Linked DNA regions of Anas platyrhynchos: regions 1 and 2 are each linked to region 3. The links are chromatin contacts, called in public Hi-C maps. All regions are on one chromosome and are shown on one strand. Each heading gives the region's core, a stretch centred on a gene start, on an enhancer-like site or on the middle of the called end of the contact. The rest is flanking DNA. Distances are from core to core; before and after follow the strand shown. Region 1 overlaps ACOX3 (acyl-CoA oxidase 3, pristanoyl). Region 2 overlaps ACOX3 (acyl-CoA oxidase 3, pristanoyl). Region 3 has its middle 21 kb from the start of HTRA3.

Region 1 (2,940 bases), core at 66-2,565, 100 kb before region 3:
CCCTCAACATACTTTGTTAAAAACAAACAAAAATATTTTGTGTAGTTCCATTGGAACTATTCTTTCTTCTCCTGTCTCTATTCTTTCTTCTTCTCTAACGAAGTACCACAGTTCAGGATGTTCCAACGCAAGCTCTTTGTCTAGCTATTGAACTGTATGAAACAGTCAAAAGTTTAGCCATCTTTGCTGATAAACAAATCAGTATTAATTTTCTTTGAACTGTTTTGCTTCTTTTAAGGATGTCCAATAGGTGGCATCATCCCATGGAAAATATTAGATCACTACAGCTAGATTAGATATTATAGAATTATAGTCACATAATTAACTTAATCTATTTTCTGTATCACTGGGGAATCCAGCAGCTGTCTACTACTTGCATGTGTGCAGACCTGATGGAAGTAGGTAGAGCACGTTGTGCCTGATATCTGGTATGAACACCAGGATTGTTGGTATCAAAAGGGGCAAGAGGGAGAAGAGATGCCCCTCTGCACAAAATGGAGCAAGCAGCAGCACTGATCTGCCACTCCTCATTCACTACTACCAACTGATCACAGCAGCATTATGTCTTAACTGTCTTACATATGTGGGATTTCACCATCACCTCTCAGCTCTTCGTGAGTGGTGCAGTCTTTTCCTACCTCTTTCCACACCTAGGAAGAAGAAACATAGCAGAGCTGTATTTATATCTTGCATATATACTAGAAGTTTATTTGTGAGACCTTTGCAGCCCAGAAGAAAAAGAGAGTTTTGCACATTTTTTTTCTTCCAAAAAAACTCCAGAAAAATCAGCTGTGTTGCATTAGAACCAAACTGAAGACACAGTGAGCCCCAAAGTTATCTACCAAACATGACAGGAAAAACATAATCCTATCACTTCTGTAGAAATATATCCCTAAACAGTTCCAGCTAATCTTATTTATGGCTACTATTAAGTCAACATTCAAAATCCCTGATAAAAGCTGAGCTCCTCCGTGCTGATAAGGACTACAAACTGACGGGGAAATGTGATGTTTGTACTGAAAACCTCCTAACTTTGACTAAAACAAGCACTGCAGAGTCTGCCAGCAAGCATATGATTATGGGCAGGCAGAATTGGATACCCAGTAAAATGACATGCTTATGGACTGTGCAAGTCTTTCATGCGGCTTGCTCCAAGTTTAGAGCTTCGTGGGATCTTTGAATACCCATACAGTCATGGGAGGAGTTGGCCACCTACACATTTTACCACACCTTGGATAACAAAGTGCCAAAGCTGGAGCAAGTAAAAATGAAGCAGACATAAAGGGGGCCGTAGGGAGTTTGTGACACCCAACATCTCTGTACCCCATCCAAGGGGGCGATGGTGGCTGCTCACCAAGACTTCGCACACTCCGTGCCAGGTGTTCAGCAGCTGTTGGGCTTTCTGTGCTGCCAACAGAGGCTATCTCCATTTACTCTCACACTCTGCAGAGCCACAGTGCAGCAGGCTCACTATGTAGCTCCAAGGCATTCTGCACTCAACGATTACCAAAGCCTTAATAATTTATGTATGAATATCTGGATAAGCATTCCTTAATCAGTTACTACTATGAAGTTCTGCTCTGTGTATTAAGCCAGAACAACACAACCAAGTAAGCAAAATCATTTTCCTCTTAAGTCAGTAACAAGCCAGAGGTTCTAGAGGACTTCTATATCCAGTGTGTCAGAAGGCCAGAAGCTGTATGCAGAGTAGCATGGAGGGAGAAAGATGTAATGAAATTTGGCATCCAGTCCTCTACTAAATCATAGGTCAATAATTCAACACTTACCACAAGATGTCATTGTTATATGCAGTTTGTTCCTCTTCACAGGACATTAAATAAAAGAAACTTCTGGCTGAACAGAAAAGTCATTTCCTTCCCAGTTCAAAAGCCAAATAAGGTTGGATGTGACATTTTAACTTGGGCAGAGAGCTGGGTCAGAGGCTGTCAAATAGCTTCAACCCAAAACAATTTGGCCATGGGAATCTGTCCTTTCGAGCTGCCACATGAAGGCAGCTAAGTCTGTCACCAGAAACTTGAATTCAAGTAGATGTTTGCACGAGCCCTGATCAACAAGATTTCACTGTGCCCAGAGTGGCTTGTCTCCTAAGTAATGGCATTTTTCTTCTTTGAGATTTTGTCAGGCTGCGTCCCCACCGACGGTATTTCAAACTGCTTTCCTCTGTGATGTGATATTTCTGCTGATGTGAGTCAATTAAAGCAAAAAAGCTTTTTTATATAAGAAAAAAAAATAATATTCATGTTTTAATAATTTAATAATTCATGCATTAAGACACTGAATGCACACACCTCCTTTGCTGCTGTGGCAAGATACATACATGGATATTTCACATCACCTTTTGTAGGAGTGATGGTGTCAGAAGAAAGGAACAGGGAGTCAGATGGAAGCCCTACCAGCTTTACAGCTGCAGATCTGGGGATATGGCTTTCCCAGAGGTGCTTATTTTCTGCACTAAGCCGTAGACTCATGCTCTTCCATTTCTGTCTGTAAACCTCTTTCCCACTATAATAAATGTTTTACCATGAATTCTGCAGAGTAGCAAGTTTCTCTTCTGTTTGCTTTTATTCATGTATTTTCCTTACTGACATAATGTGTTTTCAGACCTGAGTGGTGATTTAATGCTAGCACACACTGCTGTCAGCGTGACCATTCTGTCTCATATGCAACAACGTGAACATCCCAGGGCCCGTGTTTCCTCTCGGAGCCCTGTAACTCCATGGGTCTTGGTACTGTTTTGTTGTTCCCAATTCTCATTAGCCCGAGGTCAGAGTAAGGCTCCGGATCATTTTAGCTCGGTTCACTGGCCTAAGGAGCACCATAAGCAGAGGGGAGCTCGCTGCATGAGACAGCCATGTGACAGCATAATCGGAGACAGACAGCTCCAGCCAGGGAGGGTCAGCTGCGAGCACAGCAGGCAGC
Region 2 (2,734 bases), core at 71-2,570, 120 kb before region 3:
CAAAGTGTAATGTTTTCAGTAAGAGGTGCAGAAATAATGTGGGAATTTTTGTGGTGTGAATTCAACTGACTAACCTGCTCCTTCAGAGTCTGTCTTTCTAAATAATTCTCATAACTTCTTAACTAGAATGTTATTTAACTAGAATAACATTTAAAAAAAAAATCACTTCAAAGTATTTTAAATTATCTTCCTTTCTTTTTGTCATTCACAAAATTTGGTGTAATAAATACATACATGATTAAAGATAGAACTACATTTTTTCTTACGTTAAATTTAGACTCCAAAAAATAAATCGGGCTGCCACTAGGGGATGCAAGTGCTTCAGTCTTTATAATACAAAAATGTCCACCTGTTGCTAGTAGTCTAGTACTCTGTGAAATACGCTGTTCACTGTGGTCCCAAAATTGAAATATCAGGGGAAAAAAAACAAGCACTAAAAAAAAAAAAAAAGAAAAAAGTGTATTTAGGATCCAGGGGCTTTTCAGTAACATGCATGGCACGTACAGAAGTTGAGAAACATAAAACAAGAGCTTTGTTGATTGCTGATGGCCATTTCTGTTTTTCCCCTTTGTCTTGGTTTTGTTTTGTTTTTTGTCTACTCTGGGTAATGTAACATTACCAAACCTTCCCATTATGCAGTGCACCTCAGTAAATGATTGCCACCAAATCAGTAGTGAAACAATTTCATATCCTGTTGTAACTAAGAGTAAACTGCTGCTTTTCCAGTTCAGAAAAAGAAAACATGCCCACCTGAATTTATGTTGGAAAGAGTTTGAAAATTAGTTTTAATTGTGTTTCTTAAATAGTGCTGAACATGCCTGTCTTTATAAAATGTGCTCGGAGTTCATTCAGCTGTATCTACTGGTAGTGTGGATACGGTCTGTTGAGCAGACAAAACCTACGATAAGGGAAGAACTAGTGAAATTAAGCTATCAACAATACAGCAGACCACTGCCAAAGAGAAAACTGTTTATTTGAACTGAATTGTTTGTAGGGGAAAAAAGGGTATTCTGGGTGAACAGGAATTGTTAGTGGTGTCTAATTTAATGATGGACTTCAGAAAACCAAAGGGTTTTTTACTAGCAGGTTTAAAAACCTTTCATATACAGTTAACATGTGATCTTTGCACATACAACCTGCTGTGACATTCAATGTGTTCTGTAACAACAAAGCTAGATTCAGTGTTCTGAATGCTGAAAACTAAACACAAAACCCAAGAGGAATGGGTAAAGGGGGTTTGTTGGGCAGAAAAGCAGTAAGTCCTGTAAAAGTAGCCCTCCTGGTAAGAGACTGAGGGTTCTGAAAGCCCTCACTGCTATGCTCCTTGCATGCTAGAGATTTCATACATCATACAAATTCAAGTCCTTTGTATTATGTCATTTAAATGTTTAGCTAATTTATTTATCGGTAGCTGTAGCAGTAGCAGAATTTTAATCAATTACTGGCAATGAAATTGAAATACTAACAAACACACAATAAATTAAGATTCTGCTACTGCTGATGTGGAGTGTAGACCAAATGAAAGCCTAGTCCTTCAAAGGATTTTTGTCTCCCAGAATTTATGCCTTTAAATCTTAGATTTCCCAGTGTTTGCAGTTATTTCACTTGGAAGGTTGGAGCTGAAGTTCATTTTGGAGCCTAAGTAGTCTCTTGGAGCTTCATTTTACAATCCAAAGCAGTAGTTGCTGAAGATAAGTTGCACACTATGCTCCTTTGGTTGTTGTGTTTCTACTCCCACACTGCCTTTTTCATTGTGCTGGGACAAACATTTGTGCTGTGCAGTGGACTCAGCTAGGGAACAGGAACTGTCTGAAAACTAATCTCTTCAAAAAAAAAGAAAAGTCTATTTTCAAGCAGATGATTTGTCAGGTCTGGTTCACTGCAAGGCCACAGTAGAGGCTGTTCCGGTACAGGGAAAGTGACAGTATAGGGATGTAAATAAAAAAGCAAGTATCAGTTGTGCTTCTCTAGAAAGAACAAGCTCGTGCCTGTTTGAGGTTTTGATTGTCCTTGAGCCACTGACCAGAGCCACAAACAAGTGTCTGAAGAGAACGGATGAAGCAGCTATAAAATACAAATAATGGCTAAAATACCTGTACATGAACTTAAGTTACCTGAATACACTACCGTCAGTCCTTGTGAGTAATATTTTGTAAGGCATGTCTTGTATATTTGCAATTTAAGTCAAAACAGTGATTTTGCAGTGGCTTCACTGATATTTCCCTGTTTCACCCTCTCCACTTAGTTTCTATGGTCAAGGTGAGACATATAATGCTGCATATATGGCTAAGATGTGGTCACATCGCTAAAGAGCTAAATGCATTATCCCCTTCTCATTTTTATCACTTGCAATTACACAACAACAGCGTAGCCACAGCCAGTTTAGCCACGTTAGCCACATTGTGATGACTGTCACAATGACAGGCACTGATGATACTAATGGGGAAAGGCAGATTCAGATCTGATCACAAAGTTGTTTTATCACCTGCAGAAACTGGGCCTCACATCTGTAGTGTATTTCAGACAGCCTTTTTTTTTTTTTTTTTTTTTTTTTTTTTTTTTCCTTAGCAGATCTTTGTCTGCCCTTGACTTTTGCAGGGGTCTAACCATCCGGAACTCCTTGCCTGACTGGCACTTAACTTATAAGAACTGTAGGGTGACTGGATTTTTGTGTCTCCATGAAGTCCATTAACATAGGATTAGGAGGCCTCTGTTGTTTTACAACTGTTGTTGA
Region 3 (2,913 bases), core at 126-2,625:
CAGTGTTACTGGTGTAATACCACAACCACTGAAAAAAGCAGTCATCATTCAGTGTTTAGAGTGTTTGCTTGAGTTTTCATCAGCATCAAACCACAGTATCCAAAGCTGAAAGGCCAATCTAGGTAAATCAACAACGCCAGTTGGAGGTGTAATGGAAGTTTACAGCACTGGGGTCATTGTAGTTTTAATGCAGCTGAGACACAGCAAAGGGAGGAATAGGGTAATTACCCCACTGTTTTAGTGGTGTCCTTCCTCTTCCAAAACAAGACTTTTCTTCCAATAAGAACCTTCTTCTGGAACTGCAAAGCCCACATATATTTATCTGGGACTTTAGGATAAGTACAGATATTTAGCAGTGGTGCCTATAAGTTTATGCTAAAGGAGTACCCAAACCATTAAGCCACAGAGATTCCATGTGATTTCACAGTCTTATTGGTCTACTGGGGGCATAGTTGCCCCATTTTCTACCGGTTCTTCCCCAAAAGTACCAGTGCCTCATGTTTAGGATGAGAAACATCTTTCAGCTATTCTTTTTGGAAATAATGACTTATTAAGAAAGTTTGAAGCTGTTTTCTTGATTGAGATGTCAAACAAAATAAGCCAAAGAATGTCTTGTTAGCATGCTTAAATGATAGAGAAGGAACTTAAATGATAGAGAAGTTTTGAGCTTCCTGTGATACAGTAGCTATAGTTGTATCACAAGAAGAATATCTAGTCAACAGAATGTAATGGCCAAAATCATAAGCATTTATGGACTTCAGAATGCTTTACGCAGGTCATAAGCAGGAGTTTGGAGGGCCAGAGCTTTGATGTCAGGTGTCTAGTATCTGACATACTCATTCATCCATGTAGCCCATACTTTAGCATTTTGAATTATTGTCATTGAGGTCTGACAGATGGAAAAGAGATGTGAGCCAGCAGAAATACGTAACAAGAAAGATTACCGGATGAGCTTGTGTCATGTTTGACTCACTGTTGAATCTGATTCTTCCTGAAAAGTACTGTAAAAATCAGGAAGTAGTTGCATTTTTCAGTTAAAATTAGAGCGTTACTTCTGTTGAAATAAAACTGTGTGTATAACACAATTCTGCTTATAAAAATTGTTTTAGAAAGGAAATGAATTGCTGAACAGACCAGTAACAGGCAGTGGATGTTAGATTTCTTTTCTAAATATTGGATTTAAATTCTGTCTGAGATGTTAGTCACAACTGTTTGTTAGCCTGCACTCCTTTCAATCTCACTTCCTAGTGGACAGACATCCTTATCAGAATCATCAGTCTCTGTAAGTAATTGTTTCTGCTTCAGGCTGAAGACTAAACTATCCTCTCTCAAAACTGAGAAAAATCTTTTAGCAGTAGTATTGCCACTGTGGTTCATACTGTGCTTGTGCAGATAAGGAAATAGTGTCTGTCTCTTCTGCTGTCATATCTCATTTCATTCAGAAGCACTAGGCTTGTCTGAGCTCAGCAAAATTGCAGTAATAATACAATGAAAAAGCTAAATCTTCCAAAAAGATTTTATATTGTTTAGCTTGGGTAGACCAAAGCCCATTCAGTCACTGTAGGATATGGGATTCCTTACTAAGCATCTATCCTGTGTTTTGGTATAGCCGCCATTCAAAATCTCTTCTCAACACTTCAGCCTGATTAAATCCCATGTACGCTTACGGTTTTGGCACTGGTCACATACACATCAGCACTGACAGTGCCAAAGAAGCAGCTGTACTCTTACAAAATTGTCAGAAAACAGGTTTCCCCTACCTCTCACTCCAGTGATCTAAGCATGGTTTGTCCCAACAGAACACAACCAAATCATATAATGCCCTTTTACTTAGTGGTTGGAGTGCTAGACATGAAAGAGTCTGAATCACCATCTCCCTTGGTTTATATCCACTTTGCTCTGTGACATTTACAGATGGATGTCTTTTCATCCCTTCATAGCTTACACCATTCTATTATGTCAAATGAAATCTTGAAAGCATGCAAGTTCAAGGGATCACCAAGAACCCAGTGAAGCCCTGGTGCACAGAGGCAGAAATGAACATAATTAGGATACCATATAGCAAAAGATATTTATCTAATGTTTTTAAAAAGCTGCAGTGAAGGAGATTCTCCTTCCATAACAGATTCTGGTGCTTCATTACCCTACTATTATGAAAATACACAATATAAATCTTATTTTTCTTTCCCTTGCAGATGAGAAGAGCTATCTTCTTTACAAAAGGCATTGTGAAGACTGTTATATCTACCCTCAGCCTGCTCTAGACTAAACAAACATAGCTCCTTCAACCCGTCTTCAAAGTTCATATTTTCTAAACTTTCTATCAGTCTTATTGTTCCTCTTTGTACTCTAATTTGTCAACATCTTTCATGTGTTGTGTTGTGCCTAAACTAGACAGAGTTCTTCGTCCAAGGTCTCACTGGACAGAAAGTAATTTCCTTTGTTGTCTGTGACACATCCACTGATTTGAAGTTTGCCATTTTTGCATTACCACCCTCAACAGTGCATTTTACTCTTTCCTCTTTTCCATCTTCAGCAAATTATAGACATCCAGATTTCTTCAAATCATTTAAACAGGTCCCCAAATTTTGCTATGCAGGGCCCTGTTTGAAATCCCTTTCATTTATAAAGTGTGATGTCCCAATATCTAATTTTCAATTTCAAATCACATGTTCAGGTCATGGAAATGTTGAGACAATATCCCATATTCTTTTACAGGAGAACGTATGGTGTGAAACTGTTATACATAGTTCTGGCATTTATGATTTCACCTTCATACACTGTCCCATTAGATAACATAGCTGTGCCAGCAAACTTTTTGTCATGTGAGCTCTAAGATAATTTACCATTATTTTGGTATCTATACTGCCAGCTGCAGTCTCACACCGGTGGCTTATAACATGTCATGTTTTT

What was found. A called contact is a pair of places that touch in the nucleus more often than the background predicts.
Region 1: a Hi-C map of small yellow follicle shows a contact between it and region 3, with 2.4 times the contacts expected there. The contact joins two enhancer-like sites. A contact is called at or near these places in 2 of 8 Hi-C or Micro-C datasets (small yellow follicle and subcutaneous adipose tissue).
Region 2: a contact with region 3 is called in a Hi-C map of small yellow follicle, with 3 times the contacts expected there. The contact joins two enhancer-like sites. A contact is called at or near these places in 4 of 8 Hi-C or Micro-C datasets (skeletal muscle, small yellow follicle and subcutaneous adipose tissue).

Annotation. Positions count from the first base shown.
Region 1 is chr4:68,998,851-69,001,790 of IASCAAS_PekinDuck_T2T, reverse strand. It overlaps ACOX3 (acyl-CoA oxidase 3, pristanoyl), which reads left to right. Exons shown (of 18, transcript XM_038178270.2): 18 at 1-2,552. Among named protein-coding and RNA genes, the nearest start is that of ACOX3, 36 kb to the left of the region's middle. Within about 2 kb of position 1,315, at least 3 of the 8 cell types and tissues checked have an H3K27ac peak or open chromatin away from gene starts, as enhancers often do. A contact at or near this core is called in small yellow follicle, where this site is marked.
Region 2 is chr4:69,022,192-69,024,925 of IASCAAS_PekinDuck_T2T, reverse strand. The region is part of intron 7 of ACOX3 (acyl-CoA oxidase 3, pristanoyl); the gene reads left to right. Among named protein-coding and RNA genes, the nearest start is that of ACOX3, 13 kb to the left of the region's middle. Within about 2 kb of position 1,320, at least 2 of the 8 cell types and tissues checked have an H3K27ac peak or open chromatin away from gene starts, as enhancers often do. A contact at or near this core is called in small yellow follicle, where this site is marked.
Region 3 is chr4:68,897,408-68,900,320 of IASCAAS_PekinDuck_T2T, reverse strand. No RefSeq gene overlaps it. Among named protein-coding and RNA genes, the nearest start is that of HTRA3, 21 kb to the left of the region's middle. Within about 2 kb of position 1,375, at least 3 of the 8 cell types and tissues checked have an H3K27ac peak or open chromatin away from gene starts, as enhancers often do. A contact at or near this core is called in small yellow follicle, where this site is marked.